2 separate regions of the Mus musculus genome follow, and region 1 is linked to region 2. Evidence: chromatin contacts called from public promoter capture Hi-C data. All regions are on one chromosome and are shown on one strand. The core of a region is the stretch at or near the end of the contact, and the rest is flanking DNA. Distances in the headings are between cores, read along the strand shown. Region 1 holds the start of Trim26 (tripartite motif-containing 26). Region 2 holds the start of Zfp943 (zinc finger prtoein 943).

Region 1 (4,667 bases), core at 1,141-3,640, about 15 Mb before region 2:
AAAAACTGCAATGCAAAACTTGACAATGTAGAAAACCAGCAAACACTCAGCTGGGTGAGGAGGGCTGCACCTAAATCTTGACATGAAATCCTTACTAAGCTGTGCTGAATATGGCAACTTAACTGTATTCTTTAACACACAAACCCAATCTTAAGAGTGGCTCTCAGAGTATGAACTACCAACCAAAGAACATACACACGGGCTGGACCTAGGCCTCCTCCCTCATATGTAGCAGCAGATGTGCAGCTTCATGTGGGTCCTAATCAACTGGAGCTGGGGCTATCCCAAAAGCCCACGTGTAGGATCTGTTCTAGCTAGGCTGCCTTGCCGGCCTCAGTGAAAGAGGAAGCACCCGGCCTCTCAGAGACTTAAAATGTTGGGGGTTGGAGGGGACACCCAGAGTCATCGCCTACCCCAGAGGAGAAGGGAAGGAGGGATAGGGGAAGGACTGTGGGAGGGGGTGACCTGGAAGGGGGCAGTGAACAGGATGTAAAGTGAATAAGAAAAATAAATAAAAAAAAATAGTAAGATATACCATACAAACACACATCCAAGTGTTTATATCAGAATATGCTTCAAAAGTCCACGTGAAAAAGGCTTGTTCTGCTGGGCGTGGTGGCGCACGCCTTTAATCCCAGCACTCAGGAGGCAGAGGCAGGCGGATTTCTGAGTTCGAGGCCAGCCTGGTCTACAGAGGCTTGTTCCTTGCATCAGCACTACTGAAAACCAATTCAGACCTTACGAGGTGTACCACTTTAGGACACTGAGATAGCATCATAGAAGGGGGCTGTGGCATGCTGATGTATCTCTTTCTCCTCTCTTCCTGCCTATTACATGAGTGGTTTTGTTCTTCTGCGCACTGCTCTCTCTGTGCCTGCTGCCTCATGGTAGGCCCAGATCAACAGGTACCAATGGGTCATATGCTGCAACTTCTAAGCCTGTGAACCAAAATCAACCTTTCTCCTCGTGTGTTCATTATCTGAGGTATCCATTACATAAGTGTCTCTGAAAACTCTGAAACCAAATCTAAAAACCAATGCAGTGCAGCAACCTGGGTGAGAATATGGAGGGATAAGGTGAAAAGGAAAAGGTGAATAAATATAGTGTGTGGACTTTGGCCAATAATAATGTGTTATTTGTCAATGAAAGGAAATCAGTTGGGAGTTATAGACACTTCACACACTGTTTTCTCAATTTTTTCTGTAAATGTACAACTGTTCTAAAAAAAATTAAGTGTATTCAAAAGTGTGGGCAGATGCCTGTAATCTCTGTAATCGAAGCACTCGAGGCAGGAGGCTAACCTGGGCTGCCATGGTCAGTTTCAGACCATTTTGGATACATGGAGACACCCTGTCGTTGTCATCACCATCGTCATCATTATCAAATTTAAAAGTTGCAGTTTTAAAGGCATTAATGAAAGCTTTCTTTTAGAAAAATATGGGTTTGTTTGTTTGTTTGTTTTAACTTGGGAGGAATACTCTAGGCATCATGAATCCATCTCACTAACAAGGGGTTCAGGCATGCATGAACGAGCGCATGTCATTCTTCCCTTCTTTGAAACACACACAAATGGTTGTGTTGTCAAAATCTGGAATGTACGGGGAATTGTTAAGTGTCTCCTCCTATTCACTTCCCAAAGTTAAATTCATACATTTCTTTTCTTTTCTTTTTTTTTTTTTTGGGTGGGGGTGGGGGTGGGGGTCAAGACAGGGGCTCTCTTTGTAGCCCTGGTTATCCTAGAATTCATTTAGTCTGTAAACCAGACTGGCCTCTAACTCCCAAGCACTGGGTGTAAAGGCGTGCACCAGTCCACAGCCAGGTTTATACTTTCTTTTCCTAAGCTAATTAGGTAGTAAAATCATCAGTGATAACGAACGCACAGCTCTTGGTACAACTAGCTAAACCAGTTTACTCTGAGGATAAATAAATAAAAAAAAAATAAACAGATACATAAATATAAGACCTGCTTCTGGTCATGCAGGGCTCCAAGCCACCAGGTGGAACGTCATCCGGGTCCCGCTCACTTCTGGCTCTGGGGACTGGAAGAGACTGAAGTAAGTCTGGGTTGGACCTGAGGAGGAAGGAACACGGCGAGCTCAGGGCGAAAGGCCCAAAGGCGAGCCGGGGACGCGGCGCTCACGCGAGCTCGCCGTCCCGCGCGCCCGGGCCTGGTTAGCCCTGCCCAGGGCCCGCGGCCGCCTTCGCTGTCCCCACCCGGGTCGCACGGCGGCCGCTCCTCCGCGTCTCCTCACCAGTGCAAACCGCACTCACCCGCGCCGCTCTCCGGGCCGGGTCACTCCTCTCCCTGGAGCTGCTCCGCGGGGTAGGTCCTGAGCAAGCAGCCGGCACCACAGTCTCCCCGCCCAGCAGTCTCCGGGAGCTCCGGGCCCTCCGCCGAGATTTCTCTGGGACCAGCCCTGGGATTGGCTCTTGCCAAACTCCATCCTCCAATGGGAACTTCAGGATTCTTGACGTCACTGATCACTGGGCAAATCCCCAGGCAGCGGCCAAAGAGGTGAAGCGGCCGGGCCCGAGAAAAGGAAAGTGAAATCGGAAGCGGCCAGTGCGTCACGGTTGTCTTCCAGCTGCTGAGGTCGCGCGAGGCCTCGTGTAGGTTAGGGTGCTGAAGCCCCCATAGCTTTCGAGACCCCATTTCTGATTCCCTGCGGTTAGGGGTGGGCTGGGGTGTCTGCAAGGGCTGGGTTTTAGATGGGGTTTCCTCCTCAGGGCCTGCCTCTAACTAAGATCAGACCAGTCTATCAAGTTTTTCCAAGATCCATCACAAATATCATTTTCGAAGCTCCTGGCTAGGATGAACCATTTTTGACAACTAGCCTTCCTTACACAAGGCAGGTGCTGTTCCTGCTGTACAGAACAAAGTAAACACACATACACATTCCACACTCCACCCCACACCACAGTGATAGTTCAGTGGGTAAAGATGCTTGCCACCAAATCAGATGACTGGCTTTCAAATCCCATATCCCCCACATGATGGGACATGAGAACATCTATTCTGGTTGTCCTCTAAGCTCCACAAGCACATGCACTCTCCACCTACGCTAAATAAATAAATGCAAAACATTTAAAGATCCTGGCGCTAGGGAAACCGAGGCATTAGAGTTCAATACCAGCCTGGGCTACGAAGGGGGAATTTGTTGAAAACTGAGAAAAACTACAGAACCTGCAATATCTGGTACTGAGGCCCTCTACAGGAGCTTTGAGAGCCTCCTGCAGCTCCACAGCCAAGGACTCGACCACGCCCACTAGCCTGAAAGCCCTTTTTGCACACAGCTTTCTGCTCTGCAGGAAATCCACAGTTCCTGCTACTTCCAAAGAAGTAGTCCGAGCTGCAGGAGGGCTCCGAGTCCTAAGTCCTAACATTTCACCAACATATGGGGAGTGCTTTTGAGTTTCCTGTGAGCTGTTGTAGGGGGTGGAGCGGAGTTCTGGATGCCTGTGCTCTGGACTTTGATCTCAGCACACCCTAAAATCACTAGATACCTGCTCTTTCAGTTGATATTGGGGGTGGGAGCTTTGTTTTGTTTTGTTTAGAGACAGAGTCTCACTATGTAGCTCTGGCTGTCCTGGAACTCGCTCTGTAGACCAGGCTGCCCATATTCAGTACCGGTTCTTCCCACTCTGCCTGCGTTTCCCTTATATCTACAATAAAAATCTTCTCCATACTTAAGGAATAGTCACAGGGAGTACCTCAACGATGGTCAGAGCCAAGGAATGCTGCCAAAAAAAAAAAAAATCATATTACACAACAGAGCTCATGAAAAAGATTTATTGGAAGTGGAGTGAGAAGCAGGGCAGGCTGTGATGGTGCAGGCTTTATAATATGGGGTATGGAACATGCATATAGTGAAAATGCAGGACAGTGGCGAAAGTGAAAAAAAAGCCAGGTCCCATTGGTCTTTAGTAATGATGAGGATTGAAGGGCAGGGGATAGGGGAGCTTGGTTTTGGAAATGTGGGTGACTCTCGGTTGACTAACACTTGTTTTTTCATTCACTGTCTAAATGGGTAACCCACCATACATTAATCTATTTTGATTTATTTATGCATGTCTCATACACTGATAGTGGGTTTTTTTTTTGTTGTTGTTTTTTGTTTTTGGGTTTTTTGTTGTTGTTTTTTGTTTTTTTGTTTTTTTGGTTTTTTTTTTTAGATGTGGGTGTGGAGAGATGGCTCAGAAGTTAAGGGCAATTATTCTCGTAGAAAACCTGGATTCCACGCCCAGCAACCATAAGACAATTCACAACTGCCTTTAATTTCAGATCCAGGGGATTCTAGACTCTGATCTCTTTGGGCACCAGGCATACAGACAGGTCAGGCCCATACACGCATGCGGGTGAACTACTCACATATAAAATAAACAAATAAGCCAGCCATGGTGGCACACTGTTGCAGGATGTTTGATCACACCGTTAACCCTGTGAGACTGCGTTGTTCACTGGAAAAACCTGTTTCTGGTTGTGGTGTGGCTCAGCCTTGGCACACACCTTTTTTCTCAAACAATGAAGGTCAAGTTAGTCGAAGGAAGCACCTATGTTTGAAAGTGATGTCTAGTTGAGTGACAGACAAAGTGACGAATCAAAGAAAGATTTGACAGAGTAGGATATGCCCATCTCTCATGAGAACAGAAAGGAAAGTGAGACCGCA
Region 2 (5,040 bases), core at 1,448-3,947:
ATTATAGCAAAATATTGACAGTTGACAAGAAGACAGACAACAGCAGATATCAATGGAAAGGTAATATAGATAGGTTTAATATTATGCAGAAATATTAATCAAATGTTATCAAAATTGAGCTGGCATTGTTTTAGGAAATGGAGAAATTAACCATAAAAGACAAGAGAACCTAAAGGAAATACAAAATGCTCCAAAACTCTAATATCAAGAAAAACTAAGAGGCATCCATTGTTCTGACAAACATAATTATAATAAGAAGATATGAATGGAAAAGAAACAGCATTCTTCACATACAAAACCAAATTAAATTATATTTGCCTCTGTATATTAATTCTTACATAGTCTTCTACTACTTACAATGGGAATATTCTGATGTTATTCATGGTGCAAATATCCAGAACTATTTGGAAGGAAATAGAATCTGGCCAAACCAATCTCATGTCCCCTTTCTACTGGGACTTGAAGCCCCTCCCAATCGTTCCTCATTCCCTCTAACATACAGGATCCTTTGCTACTCTTTCCTCTCTTCACCATCCAGGGCTCTCAGATTCACAGGTAAGTAGCACTGACTGGGCAGGGGGCCCCTGCATATGGGAAAGATTCATAAGAAAGCATTCAGAACTTTTCATGGTACAAAAATAAATGATGCGTCCTCAGGATTCGGGAGCCCATCATGGTATTCCTTATGACGTGGCTGTGGCTGCGGAACCGCCTCACTGGTCGCTATTGGCAGGTATAGGAGGTGCTGAAACATGCTCTACATTTTAAGATTTTAGGGGAAGGAAGAATCACTGCTACCTGCTGGCAGTCAGGGCGGTGACCAGAGCCTTCGTGTACGAAGTCCCACAGACTTAAGAAGCAGAACTTTGAGGACCCTCTGGATTAATCCAATTACAGCTGCCTCCCAGGAGCATGGCTTACAGTACCCCGAATTCACTGTCAACTTAATGAAGTGCCAGGTGGAGCTCAACCGGAAAGTACCTGTGGACCTGGCCATCTACGAACCATAGACGCTTAAATCTTTGGCTGCTTTGGCTAAGAGGAGGCAGCAGGAAGGATTTGCTGCAGCTTTGGGGGATGGAAAGGAGCCTGAAGGTATCTTTTCCAGAGTGGTACAGTACCACTGAAGGCTGCAGTGCTATAGAAACTGTTATAAATAAGACAGGACCAAAAGGACTGTCACCAGTAAGTCTGATTTGTATCTATTACCATTTTAGTAACAGGCCTGAGACGACAGGTGTTTACTCAGTAACACAGCCCCAAATTGTCCAGTAAAGATTGTACAAATAAAGCTTTTGCTGTGTTGAAAGTAAATAAATAAATACATAAATACATTCATGAATGATGCCTCCAAAAAGGAAACTGTGAAGGAAAGAGTAAATATCAGAAATAAAAATGTCCCTTTTAATCTAAAGATTTCATTTAACTATGTGAGATGTGAGTCTCATTCACACATAGCTCAGACACAAAGAGAGTCATTCTCCCAGGAATCCTGAAAAGAAAGCTGGAGAGACTGCAAGAAAACTATTGTCTCCCATAGAAACCAGACTGCTACACTTGTCCAAAGGGAGATCTCTGCAAAAATCCCTGTCAGCAGAGTCTAAGCATTCCCACTCCTACAGGATGTCCACAACCACAGGACTTGATGATAACAAACCCTACAATAAAAAAAAAAAAAAAAAAAAAAAAAAAAAAAAAAGCTTGGCCACATATGTAGGTGCAGAGCGCTTTTCTTCAACCACAGAGATCTTTTTTCTGATACAGGAGAGTGATCGTAGTTGTACAAAAGATGCTTTCTAAAACTTTAATCTATACTGGGTTTTCTAATCATAACAATAGAGTGGTCTGATACACTCACATAGCAATAGTGAGCTTGCCTGGCCCTAAGGTGTACCATAAGAACTCAGCATATGAAGACGCACTTCTGAATGCTTTATTTACATCCGAAACTGCATACAACACTAAAGTCTACTTAGTAAATATTAATGTTTACAATCACAACCATAGCATAACATAAAGTATATTTTCTCGTTCAAAAAAAAAAAGAATCTGTACTGGTTCTTCATATGGTTAGTATAAATACAAAGTTCTATTTAGCGAAGTAAAAGGTATTCTCTTGAATAAGCAATTAGTAAAACACGGGTGTTAGAAACATGAATACATTTACGTCCCGTATGCTTTGTGATTGACACAATAGCAAACAGCAGATAATGCAACTGCTCTATCATTTTTAATGAGTTATTTTACAACTGAATATTCTGATAACTGGAGGATAAATGAAAAAAAAAATCATGATAGACCCCCAGTTCACAGGATCTCAATTTCCCGACAACGGTAAGATAACAGAACTGTGAGAGCGGCATCCATAAAAGCAGCTGCGTAAAACACCCCGCTGCTCCGCTCCCTCCCGTTTCCCAGCCCCGCAGCGCCTCTGACCTGGGACCTTCCGGGGCCACCGGGCTGCGGTGCCCGCCGCTGCGCTGCTGACTCTCCCAGGTCCGCAGCCAGGAAACTGCGTCTGAGGAGCTTTCCGGTTTCCGGAGGAAACTGGGGCCGAAAAACCAGCGCTCAGTTCGAGTACACATGGATTACACAGGTAGCAAGGGGAATGGTGGCTTTTCACGTCATTCTGGCCTGGACATTTGGAGCTGGCGACCTAGAAGAGAACGCAGCTGGACGGACTCTACCAACGTAATTAAGGAAGTGAAAGCGGCGGGCCTGAAGGCGTTAGCGCTGTCACGTGACCGGAACCGTGGTGTCCTGGGCGGGGCTAGGGGAGCCGCTCCAAAGATCGTGGCCAGAGACTGGGAACCGCGTCCCCTTAGGTACCTGTTGGAGCCAAGTTGTCTCTACTCCCACTGCGGGCGACTTACCCTGGCCTGGTTCTTTTCGAAGGCCGTAAACTCTCCTCAGATGCGGTTTCCTGTGCTGACCTGGGAGAGTCAGCCATCAGCCGCGCAGCCGCGGGCACCGCAGCCCGGCGGCCCTGGAACCTTGCAGGTCAGAGGAGCTGCGGGGCTGGGAAATGGGCTGGAGCGGAGCAGGGGCTTGTTTTCTGCAGTTGCTCTTAAGGACGCCGCGCTCACAATTCTGCTGTGGATTTTTATCATTGTCAGGAGGTTTGAGATCCTATGAACTGGGTGTATCGTGGTTTGTTTGTTTGTTTGTTTGTTTGTTTCATTTATCTTATGGTTACCAGAATGGTTTCCGAAAATAGTGTCGTAGAACATTTGCAGTACTGTAGTTTGCACACGGGGTTCTCTTTGTTACAGCAGTTACAAAGCTTCTCGAACTTAGATTTCTTAACTCCCTTGACCCATCATTTGCCTACTCAGGAGAGAGTGGCCTCTGGCCTGGGAAATAGGCATTCCCAGAGAGCTTTGTAGATATTAGTCTTATGAGGAACCAGTACACATTTGAGTGAATCAGAAAATATACATTACGAAGCACCAAAATTATGACTGTAAACATTAAGTTTTACTGACCAAAGTTTTGCTCCCCGTTAGAGTTCCATCTTAGATGCATGCTCTCTTTGATGTAAATACAGCATTCAGACATGTGTCTTCATATGCTTAGTTATTAACATCACACCTTACGGCTGAATGAAAATGAGATGATGACTGTCCAAAGGTGTGGCTGAGGAGAAGGTTAATTGTAGGTCATGATAATGCTCAGATTAGCTGGAGAAAACAAACAAACAAACAATTCCACCATTTGAGTAAGGGTTGTTAAATACTAACCAAGAGATGGACTTTGGTCACATGCTCCAGAGCTTTATAAAGACAAACCTATAGGCCACCATACTTTCCCATGCATGAGGTTTTGCAATTTTCTCAAGAACTAAAACTCCCAGCATTCCAAGAAGGTACCTGGTTCTTGCGAAGGTGGTGCTTACACGGTATTTTTGGGTTTTACAGTATGAACCAGAAAACAACCAGAGGCCACTTGAAGAGTCCAGACTGAACTAGGTATGGGGGTCAGGGAGGGACCAAGAGAAAAACCAGGAGCCAGGAAAGCTTCTAGCCAAAAATGTCGACTTTGATGTGTTAATAGGCACTTAAGTTAGCCATTCCTCTTGTGATATAGTCCAGCCCAGTATGCATGCTGTGAGAGGAAGATGTTTTTATAGATAGAAAAGTCAGTATAGAGTTTTTAAAAATAGGAAAGCATCTTTTGAATAACTGTGATTGCTCACTTACATCAGAAAAATGTCTCCTTAGTTCAAGAAAAGCACTGTGTCCACGCACATGTGACCAAACTATTTTTTTTTGTTTTGTTTTATTTTGTTTTTATTTTTGTTTCATAGTTTGTTGTTAGTAGTTTCTCAGACTTTGGACTTCTTGTAGTTGTGAGAACACCTAGACCCTAGAGTCAGGGCTTTTTTTCACAGACCTGTTAGAGAAGTGCAGCAGCCTTGATTCTGTGGGTCAGAATAGTTTTCTTGTAGTCTTCCTTGCCCCTACTAAGAGGTCCTGGGAAAACAACTCTGCATTTGTGTGAACTGTGTATGAATGAGTCTCACATCTCATAGAGTAAAATGAAATCCTCACAGAAAACGAGACTTTGGCATGATATTTTCTCTTTCTTCCTCCATGTCTCCTTTGGACAAGTGTAACCATTTTTCATTTTTGTTTTATGAAAAGTTTCAGGTGCATTCTGAAGAATTTCTTTCCTATATACAGGCCTCCCACTGCTCAGCTAGATCTGCTCACAGCTGAGTAATAATCTACTGTGCAAATGTACTACATGTTCTTTATTTATTCTTCTGTTGAAGGTCATCTAGATTGATTCTAGTTTCTAAATATTGTGAATAAAGCTGCAATGAGCCTGGTTTAGCAAGGGTCCTTGGGTAGATTGAAGTGTCCTTTGGGTATATGCCCTGGACTGAGTAGATCTTGAAGTAGTCTGATTCCCATCAGTTTGAAAAACTGCCACACTGATTTCCTTAGTGGCTGTACAATTTTGCACTCCCTCTAACAATGGAGGGATGTTTCTATTGCTCCACATTTATATCAGCATAAGCTTTCACTTGTGACGTTG

The links. Promoter capture Hi-C pulls out the DNA fragments that hold promoters and counts their contacts.
Region 1: a contact with region 2 is called in a promoter capture Hi-C map of pre-B cells, with 5 times the contacts expected there. The contact joins the promoter of Trim26 here to the promoter of Zfp943 in region 2. A contact is called at or near these places in 4 of 39 promoter capture datasets (cranial neural crest, frontonasal cranial neural crest, liver and 1 more).

What each region holds. Positions count from the first base shown.
Region 1 is chr17:36,834,869-36,839,535 of GRCm38.p6, reverse strand. Trim26 (tripartite motif-containing 26) reads right to left here and starts at 2,390. Exons shown (of 10, transcript NM_001025599.3): 1 at 2,272-2,390; 2 at 1,964-2,071.
Region 2 is chr17:21,960,216-21,965,255 of GRCm38.p6, reverse strand. Zfp943 (zinc finger prtoein 943) reads right to left here and starts at 2,697. Exons shown (of 4, transcript NM_001025373.2): 1 at 2,437-2,697. It overlaps Zfp942 (zinc finger protein 942), which reads left to right and starts at 2,792. Exons shown (of 6, transcript NM_001199048.1): 1 at 2,792-3,000. It also overlaps the pseudogene Gm7805.